Linked DNA regions of Salmo salar: region 1 is linked to region 2. A link is a contact called in public Hi-C data. All regions are on one chromosome and are shown on one strand. The core of a region is the stretch at or near the end of the contact, and the rest is flanking DNA. Distances in the headings are between cores, read along the strand shown. Region 1 holds the start of LOC106588671 (DNA topoisomerase 2-beta). Region 2 holds the start of LOC106588668 (nuclear receptor subfamily 1 group D member 2).

Region 1 (6,276 bases), core at 562-3,061, 450 kb after region 2:
ATAGGGAGCGTTACTTTTTTCACTGACTTTCTTTGGACTTTATATGCCAGCTGGCAACCAACTTTAAGGTGCATTACAACTACCAACTGGACTGGAGTTTGGACGTCAGTTAATCTTTCATCACCCACGTGGGTATATACTCCTAAAAACCAATGAGGAGATGGGAGAGGCGGGACTTGCAGCCCATCAAGCGTCACAAATAGAACCAAGTTGTATTTTAGCGCCTGGCTACGCAGATGCTCACGAGCAGTGTGGGTGCAATGATTGTATAACATGCACGTGTACATTTATTTTGGAACGCGAGCGGTGTGGTCAGCATGTAATACACAAAATAGACTGACTGGAAAGGTGATTTCCCACAAAGTCCTACCATAAGAGCGAAGATGCTAATATTTATGTAATCTCTAGACAGTTGTGTTCTGTGAGTGTCACTGAGTAAGCTGATTCCCCATTTCATGGGTACAACATCAATAGCTTAGGCTGTACAGTGCATGCAGGTATGCCCCCAATGCAATTCTAAAGTCAACCAAAAACATTTGTCAAATTAACTTTCTTTTGTTTAATTTCTAGACCAAATATGGCATGATTCCACTATTTGCATCCGTTTGAATCACTTTCAATGGTGGACTTTTATTTTGAAGACGAACTGCAAATTCCACTATTGTGGCTAAATCCTTATGTGACTAGCTTCGCACAGGTCCCAAATTGTGCGGCTACATTTACAGGCTGGAAGCTGCTATAGCTAGCTGGCCAAATGTCGTGCAAATACATTTAAGGAATATGTAAGCATATTTTTTTAATATAGATTAGGCTACCTACGAATAACTGTATTTTGAGACACATTTAAGATTCTATATTCAAACGGCTTGCATGCAAAATATGCAAACTGACTATCAATCACACTTGACGTGTATTGCAACAAAGAACTTTTTGGGGCATTGCCATTGGCCAAGTGGCTCATTCACCCGTGCCTTGCAGGAAAGCAATGTTGCCTAATGACATCATCATGTTTACAAAAAACAATGTATCTTCTGACGTTGTTGGACCAATCTGTGATTGTATTTGTGCCGGGCAATCATAGCTAAATGAATATACCAAAGTATGGCCCGTCTTTAAAAGGCGCATGCTAGTTTAAAGGGGTGTATTAGCTGCTGGCTAGTTAGCATCATCACTGGCCATTTTAGAATGTCCAGCTCGTGACAAACTGGAATTTCTCTCGTGCATCGTGGTAAAATGATGAACGCTACCTGGAGCGATAAAGTAAGTCTGTCCAGTAATCCAACATTCTAACAAAATAGTAACTTACCACCCAAGTCAGACCCCCGCTTCCTGCTGCGCCGTTGGACATCTTCCTTTTGTTTCCCTAAATTTTCGTGATGCTACTAGCAGATAAAATACTGAAAAGTCCTGCATACAATATAGTCCATAAACTCAGGAATTATTTCAGTCAACGGACCACATTGAGATATTTTCTGTGTTCGTACCAGTTGAAAAATGTCTGTCAAAATAGTTCCGGAAGAGGGAGTGTATCGCGGCTATTGTTAAAATCGACGAGCGGTGGTTAGAACTAGGCCTGAAATCCTCAACAAAGCTTGCTTGCTACTTGCCTAGATTTATAAATTACTGTACAAAATCCAAACGTTAAATAGTTTCACATTTCATGTAGTACAAAATCAATTGAAATAATGTATAAATAAAATTGTTTTTTAATACGGCTGTAATTTAATACCCTAAATGTTCATTCAGAAATAAAAACACCGCCGCCTGCCTCCATCCGGCTCCACCATCCGCACGGCGACAATCCCAACAGCGTAACCCACCAATCCGGTGCTCGCTTTTCGAGGCGCCGGTAATTCAGCCAATGAAAAGATACATGTACTTGCAATTTGTAACCAGTAGGTGGAAGTAGAAACACACTAACAGCAGAACTTTTTCTTACCAAGGCACCCATGTCGTCCAGGCATAAACTGTGTATGAAACCACATTTAATCTGTAAAAAAAATACATTTATTATACCGATTGCACAATTTACATATTTGAACAAGAACACATTAACTCCAAACAACAACCTCTCCCTCAATGTGATAAAGACAAAGGAGATGATTGTGGATGACAGGAAAAAGAGGACTGAGCACGCCCCCATTCTCATCAACGGGGCTGCAGTGGAGCAGGTTGAGAGCTTCAAGTTCCTTGGTGTCCACATCACCAACAAACTAACATGGTCCAAGCACATCAAGACAGTCGTGAAGAGGGCACGACAAAACCTATTCCCCCTCAGGAGACTGAAAAGATTTGGCATGGGTCCCCAGATCCTCAAAAGGTTCAACAGCTGCACCATCGAGAGCATCCTGACTGGTTGCATCACTGCTTGGTATGGCAACTGCTCGGCCTCCGACCGCAAGGCATTACAGAGGGTAGTGTATACAAGGTTAGTGTATACTCTATACAAGGCGGTGTCAGAAGAAGGCCCTAAAAATTGTCAAAGACTCCAACCACCCTAGTCATAGACTGTTCCCTCTGCTACCGCACGGCAAGCGGTACCGGAGCACCAAGTCTAGGTCCAAGAGGCTTCTAAACAGCTTCTACCCCCAAGCCATAAGACTCCTGAACATCCAATCAAATGGCTACCGAGACTATTTGCATTGCCCCCTCCCCCTCTTTTACACAGCTGCTACTCTCTGTTGTTGTCATCTATGCATAGTCACTTGAATAACTGTACCCACGTGTACATATTACCTCAACTAACCGGTGCCCCCGCACATAGACTCTGTACCGGTATCCCACTGTATATAGTCTTGCTCTTGTTATTTTACTGCTGCTCTTAAATTACTTGTTACGTTTATTTCTTATTCTTATCCATATTTTTTTTTAAACTGCATTGTTGGTTTGGGGCTTGTAAGTAAGCATTTCACTGTAAGGTCTACACCTCTGGTATTCGGTGCATGTGACTAATACATGCATTTACCACAAATAAATGTAGAATACCGGTATACCCATAACCATAAGTGGATACAGACATAAAAACGTATCAATAGTTACATGGCTTTCTGGTGTCCATTCAAACATTACATTTAACAATTACACATATTGGTTTCTTCAAAAGACGAGTGGAAACTCCATAGCAGATGGACTTTAGGCTCACAGGTCATATATCCCTATTCTGTGTCAGGAGCCAGAACCTTGTTATGGCAGGGAGTTGCAGCCAGGCCATACTAATCCATAGTCCCCTTTGAGGTGGAAAGCCATGGTGGACGCCATGTGCTCCCAAAGGTTCAAAGAGGATTAAGTCAAGTAAGTAACTCCTCTTTTGGCAGAGACAGTCTAGATAACAAAGGCTTTTGTGTTATACAGAAGCTGGGTCTGGGTCTCACGACATCACTGGCAGTAAATATCCAAGCAGCATCATTACAAGATCTGTAATCAATACAAGATTATTGATTCAAGACACACAGATCCCGAATTATTATTGGACTACCTTACCATCCATCCATCCATACCCACAAACAATATCACCAAACTACTACTCCTCCGTTTATCTCATAAGCACCAAGATGCCTATGAATATACACACTATACAGTGGGGGGGAAAAGTATTTGATCCCCTGCTGATTTTGTACGTTTGCCCACTTACAAAGAAATGATTTACATTTAAGTCATTTTAGCAGACGCTCTTATCCAGAGCGACTTACAGTAGTGAATGCATACATTTCATATATTGTTGAGCCATATATTTTTTTTCCTGTGCTGTCCCCCCATGGGAATCGAACCCACAACCCTGGTGTTGCAAACACCATGCTCTACCAACTGAGCTACAGGGAAGGCCATCATTTTAATGGTAGGTTTATTTGAACAGTGAGAGACAGAATAACAACAAAAAAATCCAGAAAAACACATGTCAAAAATGTGATAAAATAATTTGCATTTTAATGTGGGAAATAAGTATTTGACCCCTCTGCAAAACATGACTTAGTACTTGGTGGCAAAACCCTTGTTGGCAATCACAAAGGTCAGATGTTTCTTGTAGTTGGCCACCAGGTCTGCACACATCTCAGGAGGGATTTTGTCCCACTCCTCTTTGCAGATCTTCTCCAAGTCATTAAGGTTTCGAGGCTGACGTTTGGCAACTCGAACCTTCAGCTCCCTCCACAGATTTTCTATGGGATTAAGGTCTGGAGACTGGCTAGGCCACTCCAGGATCTTAATGTGCTTCTTCTTGAGCCACTCCTTTGTTGCCTTGGCCGTGTGTTTTGGGTCATTGTCATGCTGGAATACCCATCCACGACCCATTTTCAATGCCCTGGCTGAGGGAAGGGGGTTCTCACCCAAGATTTGACGGTACATGGCCTCGTCCATCGTCCCTTTGATGCGGTGAAGTTGTCCTGTCCCCTTAGCAGAAAAACACCCACAAAGCATAATGTTTCCACCTCCATGTTTGACGGTGGAGATGGTGTTCTTGGGGTCATAGGCAGCATTCCTCCTCCTCCAAACATGGCAAGTTGAGTTGATGCCAAAGAGCTCCATTTTGGTCTCATCTGACCACAACACTGTCACCCAGTTGTCCTCTGAATCAATCAGATGTTCATTAGCAAACTTCAGACGGGCATGTATATGTGCTTTCTTGAGCAGGGGGACCTTGCGGGCGCTGCAGGATTTCAGTCCTTCACGGCGTAGTGTGTTACCAATTGTTTTCTTGGTGACTATGGTCCCAGCTGCCTTGAGATCATTGACAAGATCCTCCCGTGTAGTTCTGGGCTGATTCCTCACTGTTCTCATGATCATTGCAACTCCACGAGGTGAGATCTTGCATGGAGCCCCAGGCCGAGGAAGATTGACAGTTCTTTTGTGTTTCTTCCATTTGCGAATAATCGCACCAACTGTTGTCACCTTCTCACCAAGCTGCTTGGCGATGGTCTTGTAGCCCATTCCAGCCTTGTGTAGGTCTACAATGTTGTCCCTGACATCCTTGGAGAGCTCTTTGGTCTTGGCCATGGTGGAGAGTTTGGAATCTGATTGATTGATTGCTTCTGTGGACAGGTGTCTTTTATACAAGTAACAAACTGAGATTAGGAGCACTCCCTTTAAGAGTGTGCTCCTAATCTCAGCTCGTTACCTGTATAAAAGACACCTGGGAGCCAGAAATCTTTCTGATTGAGAGGGGGTCAAATACTTATTTCCCTCATTAAAATGCAAATCAATTTATAACATTTTTGACATGCGTTTTTCTGGATTTTTTGTTCTTGTTATTCTGTCTCTCACTGTTCAAATAAACCTACCATTAAAGTTATAGACTGATAATTTCTTTGTCAGTGGGCAAACGTACAAAATCAGCAGGGGATCAAATACTTTTTTCCCTCACTGTACATGACTATGCACAGAGTCGGTGTATTCAAGGTGATTATCTTGAGCTAGGCACTGAGCAGAATCACTGATCTATACATCATGTTGCATCCCAAAATAACTACTCATTGCTTTATTAAGATTAGCAAACCAACGTAGCACCTTGCTCAAAGCGATCGAACACACTCATTAAGCGTAGTCCTCCTCCATCTTGACGAGGATTTCAAACGAGGATTCCTTCGGCTCATTCAAAGCCCGCCGGAACATCTGGGAGTGTTGCCATGACGACTCTCCCTCTCCTCCGGGTAGCTCCGCCTCCATGACCAGCTCCAAGGATCAAGAAAGACCCGGAACAGAATGCATCTCCCTGTTTGTGTTAAAAAACGTGGCAAAACATTAAAACTGTTTAGCTGTTGTTACGCAAGATAAGGAAGAAAACAATGCTGATCAGTTAAGTGCACATGCAAATCAACGTCACAGCTCTCTGACTATGAAATCATAATATATCTCTATTACATTCACAAATCACTAAGTACCAGTTTACAATTTGCACTTTAAATTGAATTTGAAAAAAGGCTTCCAACTTAATCCTGAAAGGTATGGGTCACATAAACCAGACAAAAATCTATCAATCATACATCCACCTCCTGAGAACGATGTTGTGTTCTGTCCAGACTGCAGACCCCAGCGGCCGGTTCCAGAGTGAAAGGTCTGGCTGCATGTTCTGACTGAGACAGTCTTTATCTTCATCCCTACAGGAGCACAGTCCAATTTCCATCTGATGTTCCCTGATGATGAGCCCTCTGTACGAGCTAGATACACCTGACAGGACATAACGTGCATTTACTGACAGGAAAAAGACAGCATAAATATGGAAACATTTACAGTTGATATACACATATCCTATAGAAGCAACATATCCAAAGTTTGGATAGATTG
Region 2 (7,087 bases), core at 2,183-4,682:
TGAAAACACTGGTGTACTGATCTGTGATAGCTGTGCTTTGCTAGATGCGATGTCTACTTAGATGCATGTGTTTCAAACACACATGCAGACCTACACCCAAATATCTACATTTTGCCCTCGTTCCTGAGTAAAAAAAACAAGCTGTTACTTGTGTCATTCTGAATGTTTCTGCCCTCACGTTGCCTCCCCTCTCTGTGGCCTCTGCCTCACCTCTTGGACACAGGGATCCCCTTTCTCCTAACATTGCCTATCTGGCCTAAATGTTTAAATTTAGGCCACAGTGAGAGTGTAGGCTAGTTGAATAAGACCTTAAATGTGATAGGAAAGCATCCAACAGGAAAGTGTGATTATTGCCAGGAAACAGACCGTGGAGCATGTATTGCTACAAGGTGGGCAGAGAGAGGCTGAGATCTAGTATGAGGGAGAAAGGGGTACAGGAAATTAGTTTAAAGACTGTATTGAGTAGAATTAAGAGCAACAGGGCTGGCAGGTAGGATTTAGTGCCTTCCAGAGAGACATCAGAGATTGTAATATTCTCTGTTTCAAGGAAATATGGCTCACTCAGTATATGTTGTCAGAGTCGGTACAGCCACCCGGTTTCTTCACGCATTGCGCCGACAGAAACAAACATCTCTCTGGTAAGAAGAAGGGTGGGGGTGTATGCCTTATGATTGACAACTCATGGTGCAATCACAACAACATACAGGAACTCAAGTCCTTTTGTTCACCTGACCTAGAATTCCTTACAATCAAATGCCGACCGCATTATCTTCCAAGAGAATTCTCTTCGATTATAGTCACAGCCGTATGGACTCTATATAAACTGGAAACCATAAATCCTGGGGCTGCATTTATTGAATCTGGGGATTTTAACAAAACTAATCTGAGAACAAGGCTTCCTAAATTCTATCAGCATATCGAATGTACGACACGAGCTGGTAGCATTCTGAATCATTGCTACTCTAACTTCCACGATGCATACAAAGCCCTCCCCTGCCCTGCCTTCGGCAAATCTGACCATGTCTCCATTTTGTTGCGCCCAGCCTATAGACAGAAACTAAAACAGGAAACGCCCGTGCTCAGGTCTATCCAACGCTGGCCTGACCAATTGGATTCCACGCTTCAAGATTGCTTCGATCACGTGGACTGGGATATGTTCCAGATAGCCTCAGACAACAACATTGATGTATACGCTGACTCGTTGTGCGAGTTTATTAGCAAGTGCATCGGAGATGTCGTACCCATTGTGACTATTAAAACATTTCTTAACCAGAAACCATGGATTGGTGGCAGCATTTGAGCAAAACTGAAAGTGCAAACCACCGCTTTAAAATCATGGCAAGGCAATTGGAAACATGACCAATTACAAACAGTGCAGCTATTCCCTCCGCAAGGCAATCAAACCAAGCAAAGCGTCAGTATAGAGACAAAGTAGAGTCGCAATTCAACGGCTCAAACACGAGACATATGTGGCAGGGTCTACAGTCAATCACGGATTACAAAAAGAAAACCAGCCCCGTCACGGACATCGGCGTCTTGCTCCCAGACCATTTATTTGCTCGCTTTGAGGACAATACAGTGCCACTGACACAGCCCGCAACCAAAGCCTGTGGGCTCTCCTTCTCCCTGGCCAACGTGAGTAAAACATTTAAACGTGTTAACCCTTGCAAGGCTGCCGGCCCAGACGGCATCCCTAGCCGTGTCCTCAGAGCATGCGCAGACTAGCTGGCTTGTGTGTTTACGGAAATATTCAATCAATCCCTATCCCAGTCTGTTGTTCCCACATGCATCAAGATGGCCACCATTGTTCCTGTTCGCAAGAAAGCTAAGGTAACTGAGCTCAATGACTATCGCCCCGTTGCACTCACTTCTGTCATCATGAAGTGCTTTGAGAGACTAGTCAAGGATCATATCACCTCCACCCTACCTGACACCCCAGACCCACTCCAATTTGCTTACCACCCCAATAGGTCCACTGACGGTGCAATCGCCATCACACTGCACCCTGCCCTATCCCATCTGGACAAGAGGAATACCTATGTAAGAATGCTGTTCATTGACTTCAGCTCAGCATTTAACACCATAGTACCCTCCAAACTCGTCATTAAGCTCGAGACCCTTGGTCTCCACCCCGCCCTGTGCAACTGGGTCCTGGACTTTCTGACGGGCCGCCCCCCAAGTGGTGAAGGTAGGAAACCATCTCCACCCCGCTGATCCTCAACACTGGGGCCCCACAAGGGTGTGTTCTCAGCCCTCTCCTGTACTCCCTATTCACCCATGACTGCGTGGCCATGCACGCTTCCAACTCAATCATCAAGTTTGCAGACGACACTACAGTGGTAGGCTTGATTACCAACAACGACGAGACAGACTACAGGGAGGAGGTGAGGGCCCCCGGAGGAGTGTGGTGTCAGGAAAATAACCTCTCACTCAACGTCAACAAAACAAAGGAGATGATCGTAGACTTCAGGAAACAGCAGAGGGAGCACTCCCCATCCACATCAACAGGGCAGTAGTGGAGAAGGTGGAAAGTTTTAAGTTCCTCGGTGTACACATCACGGACAAACTGAAATGGTCCACCCAGACAGACAGCGTGGTGAAGAAGGCCCACGCTTCACCACAGACAGCGTGGTGAAGAAATTTGGCTTCACACCTAAAACATTCACAAACTTTTACAGATGCATCCTGTTGGGCTGTATCACCGCCTGGTACGGCAACTGCACCACCCTCAACCGCAAGGCTCTCCAGAGGGTAGTGCGGTCTGCACAACGCATCACCAGGGGCAAACTACCTGCCCTCCAGGACACCTACATCTCTCAATGTCACAGGAAGGCCAAAAAGATCATCAAGGACAACAACCACCCGCGCCACTGTCTGTTCACCCCGCTATCATCCAGAAGGCGAGGTCAGTACAGGTGCATCGAAGCTGGGACCGAGAGACCAAAAAACAGCTTCTATCTCAAGGCCATCAGACTGCCATCACTAACATAGAGTGGCTGCTGTCAACATACAGACTCAATCTCTGGCCACTTTAATAAATTGACTTAATAAAGGTGTCACTTTAATAATGTTTACATATCCCACATTATTCATCTCATATGTATATACTGTTCTATACCATCTACTGCATCTTGCCTGTGCAGCACGGCCATCACTCATCCATATATTTATATGTACATATTCTTATTACATTTGTGTGTATAAGGTAGTTTTGTGAATTTGTTACATTACTTGTTAGATATTACTGCATCGTCGGAACTAGAAGCACAAGCATTTCGCTACACTCTCATTAACATCTGCTAACCATGTGTATGTGACCAATACAATTTGATTTGAGTTTCTCCCGGTCTCTGGCCCACACTCCAGTACAGTAGATGGCGGTAATGCACCAACACGTTTGATGCCAACCGCCGATAAACCCCACCAAAGAAGAAGAATAGCAGCCTGAGTCGAGAGCTCAATTCGGAACAGTCGTCCAACGAATAATAACGTTCTACTCTTTGCTATCAGAGCTATCGGTTCCCTCGAGAAAAAAAAACATTTTTATGCTATAGCTATTAATATGCTAAGGCCCATCTTTAGCCTTCAGAAAAGAGACATCAGACGGCCAGCTTTTTTGAGCGCTCTACGAAAAGAAAAATATACGGAATTCCTAACGTTCGATTCATTCTGTAGCGAAACAATTGGCTGCAATCTATTGTTTGATTCGGGGCGTGTTTTAAACCAAACGGATACAGTTTAGTTTACGGAATTGTTTGGAACGTTGGTGATCGTCAACTATCACGACGGGAAATCAATCTGATTTTCAACAGTTGCTGTTGAGCGACATCTGTCATCTCTGAAACTAGTAGGCCTACGTGCGTTCGCCGACTCTTTTCTGAACGCTTCAATACGTTGATCAAAAGCATCAACCAGTGACTTAAAAAGTTCCTGAAAACAAGATAAGAAACACGTCATCAGACTAAAGGTCCAAATAAGAGGATTTCAGAAGTCAGAGCACATGGAATCTACAAAAGCAGGTAAAATGATCATATTCTGCTCAATACATTTATAAAGATGTATGTGTAGGCCTCTAGCCTATTTTAGTGTCTACCGTTCAACTGTTTGACTTTGCATCTTGATAGTGTATTTCATTAGACCACAGCGGCCTACCACAACCAAGATTCATTTTACAACTTTAACAGGCTTCTTGTCAGAATCCTTGTTTTAAAGAGTTTTGTGATGTTTTGAATTAAAACATAAGCAAATGTATTAATTACAGTGATCTGCTCATACATGTTAGATTGTTCTTACTGTAATGAGCCTTAATTAAAACTGGGTTAAAGTTGGTTAGAAGTCCCAGGTGTTGTTATTTTAGAATCGGTATGCTGGAACAGTGTTGCAGGTCCCTTTTCTCACATGCACGGGTCGTTAGCCATGTGCGACTCTGTATACGATCTCTCTGATTGGCCGAGGAACGCTGTGACGTGTATACTTCCGTCTTTAAAAGCTCCCTTGCGTCCTCTGGTTGGTGGAGAAGTGCTGTGACGTAAATATTGCATAATTCTACCAAGATAATGCACTGCGAGTTGGTGTGGATACACGTGAAACTGCATGCAGTTATAGGGTTGCAGCAATGTAAACTGACCCAGTTTTCTACCACTGGGTTTCTCGAGAAAACATGTCCGTTCCAGGTAGGGGCGGGTTCCGAAAATGAGCTTCGTCAGTCTAGTAAAATGAGAATTGATTGGCCAAGAGTTTCACAACCTAATCATCTATTCATTATGTAAGTCACCCTTATTTGGAATGGGTTTTCTATGGGATTTCTTGTGCTTTATGAATGTTGAAACGAGGGCAGCTGTGGCTATTGAGATTATTTTAGAATTTGCTGAAACTTCTGTAATGCAGTTCGATCAACAAGGAACTTACAGAAGACCAACTCATGAACACATAAATTACCTTGATACTCTGTACCGGTAGCCCCTGTATATATCCCCGCTATTGTTATTTACTGCTGCTCTTTAATTATTTGTTATTCTTATCTCTTACTTTTTTTGGTATTTTCTTAAAACTGCATTGTTGGTTAAGGGCTTGTAAGTAAGCGTTTCACTGTAAGGTAAGGTCTACACCTGTTGTATTCGGTGCATGTGACAAATAAAATTAGATTTACTACCATCAGGCCACACAACATTTGGCAGGCATTAATCGCTTGCTTCATGAAGCAATCTGGCAATGTTGGCCCTGGCCCTGCTTCTTGATTGAATGACGATGAGCTTCCCTCTTGAGCCGTGTGTGTGAGCTGAAGTGAAGCCAGGCTATTCTGCACACACCCTGCTGAAACTGGCATTATGTAACAGGGGTGTTATCTAACCAGAATGTAGGAAGAGAAACCAGGTCAGCCTGATCTGAAAAAAGGGGCGTGATAAAACAGAGCGCTTTGACTGGGCGGGTGGTCGGCCTCTCTTCCTGGCTGAGAGCCACTCTTCACAGGGTTGCCAGGTCTTGCTGAAATTTCTTTCCCAAAGACAACTCAAAACCTCCCCACGAGGCCTAAAAACTAGCCCCAAAATGTTTTTCGCAGCAAGAGAGCTGCCACATTTAGCCAATAAACCCGTTTTCCATAACGTTATCGAGCAAATTAAGAAGGAATCTCGATTTAACTTCTAACAACCTAAGAAGGCCAACAGCATACCACCCTGCATCCCACTGCTGGCTTGCTTCTGAAGCTAAGCAGGGTTGGTCCTGGTTGGTCTGTGGATGGGAGACCAGATACTGCTGGAAGTGGTGTTGGAGGGCCAGTAGGAGGCACCTTTTCCTTGTCTAAAACAAATATCCTATAGCCCCAGGGCAGTGATTGGGGACATTGTCTTGTGTAGGGTGCCATCTTTTGGGTTGGGACGTTAAACGTGTGTGCTGACTCTCTGTGGTCACTAAAGATCCCATGGCACTTATTGTAAAAGTAGGGGTGTTAACCCCGGTGTCCTGGCTAAATTGCCAATCTGTCCCTCATACCATCATGACCTGCTGCTTTTCCTTTACTCTGCGGTCCAACTCATCCCAAACCATCTCAATTGGGTTGTGGCCAGGTGATTGTGGAGACCAGGTCATCTGATGCATCACTCCATCACTCTCCTTCTTGGTAAAATAGCCCTTCTTGATTAAAGAGTCCTTACACAGCCTGGAGGTGTGTTGGGTCATTGTCCTGTTGAAAAACAAATAATAGTCCCACTAAGAGCAGATGGGATGCTGTATCGCTGCAGAATGCTGTGGTAGCCATGCTGGTTAAGTGTGCCTTGAATTCTAAATAAATCACTGACAGTGTCCCTAGTAAAGCACCATCACACCTCCCCCTCCATGCTTCACAGTGGGAACCACACCTGCGGAGATCATCTGTTCACCTACTCTCACCAAAAATCTGAAATTTGGACTCATCAGACCAAAGGACAGAATTCCACCGGTCTAATGTCCATTGCTCATGTTTCTTGGGCCAAGCAAGTCTCTTCTTCTTATTGGTGTCCTTTAGTAGTGGTTTCTTTGCACCAATTCAACCATGAAGGCCTGATTCACGCAGTCTCCTCTGAACAGTTGATGTGGAGATATGTCTGTTACTTGAACTCTGTGAAGCATTTATTTGGGCTGCAATTTCTGAGGCTGGTAACTCTAATGAACTTATCCTCTGCAGCAGAGGTAACTCTGTGTCTTCCTTTCCTGTGGCGGTCCTCATGAGACCCAGTTTCATCATAGCGCTTGATGTTTTTTTGCGACTGCACTTGAAGAAACTTTTAAATAGGGCTATCTTCTGTATACCACTCCTACCTTGTCACAACACAACTGATTGGCTCAAACGCATTAAGAATGAAAGAAATTAAACAAATTAACTTTTAACAAGGCACACCTGTTAATTGAAATGCATTCCAGGTGACTACCTCATGAAGCTGGTTGAGAGAATGCCAAGAGTGTGCAACGCTGTCATCAAGGCAAAAGATGGCTACTTTGAAGAATCTAAAATATATTTTGATTTGTTTAACACTTTTTTTGGTTGCTATATGATTCCATATGTTATTTCATGGTTTTGATGTCTTCACTATTATTCTACAATGTAGAAAAT

The links. A called contact is a pair of places that touch in the nucleus more often than the background predicts.
Region 1: a contact with region 2 is called in a Hi-C map of gill, with 7 times the contacts expected there. The contact joins the promoter of LOC106588671 here to the promoter of LOC106588668 in region 2. A contact is called at or near these places in 2 of 3 Hi-C or Micro-C datasets (blood and gill).

Annotation. Positions count from the first base shown.
Region 1 is chrssa27:20,717,803-20,724,078 of Ssal_v3.1, forward strand. It overlaps LOC106588671 (DNA topoisomerase 2-beta), which reads right to left and starts at 1,812. Exons shown (of 35, transcript XM_014177893.2): 1 at 1,307-1,812. The coding sequence starts at 1,348. It overlaps oxsm (3-oxoacyl-ACP synthase, mitochondrial), which reads left to right and starts at 1,090. Exons shown (of 6, transcript XM_014177897.2): 1 at 1,090-1,260. LOC106588674 (peptide-N(4)-(N-acetyl-beta-glucosaminyl)asparagine amidase) reads right to left here. Exons shown (of 5, transcript XM_045709211.1): 4 at 5,976-6,159; 5 at 5,443-5,704. The coding sequence ends at 5,586.
Region 2 is chrssa27:20,264,944-20,272,030 of Ssal_v3.1, forward strand. It overlaps LOC106588668 (nuclear receptor subfamily 1 group D member 2), which reads left to right and starts at 3,433. Exons shown (of 8, transcript XM_014177877.2): 1 at 3,433-4,019. The coding sequence starts at 4,001.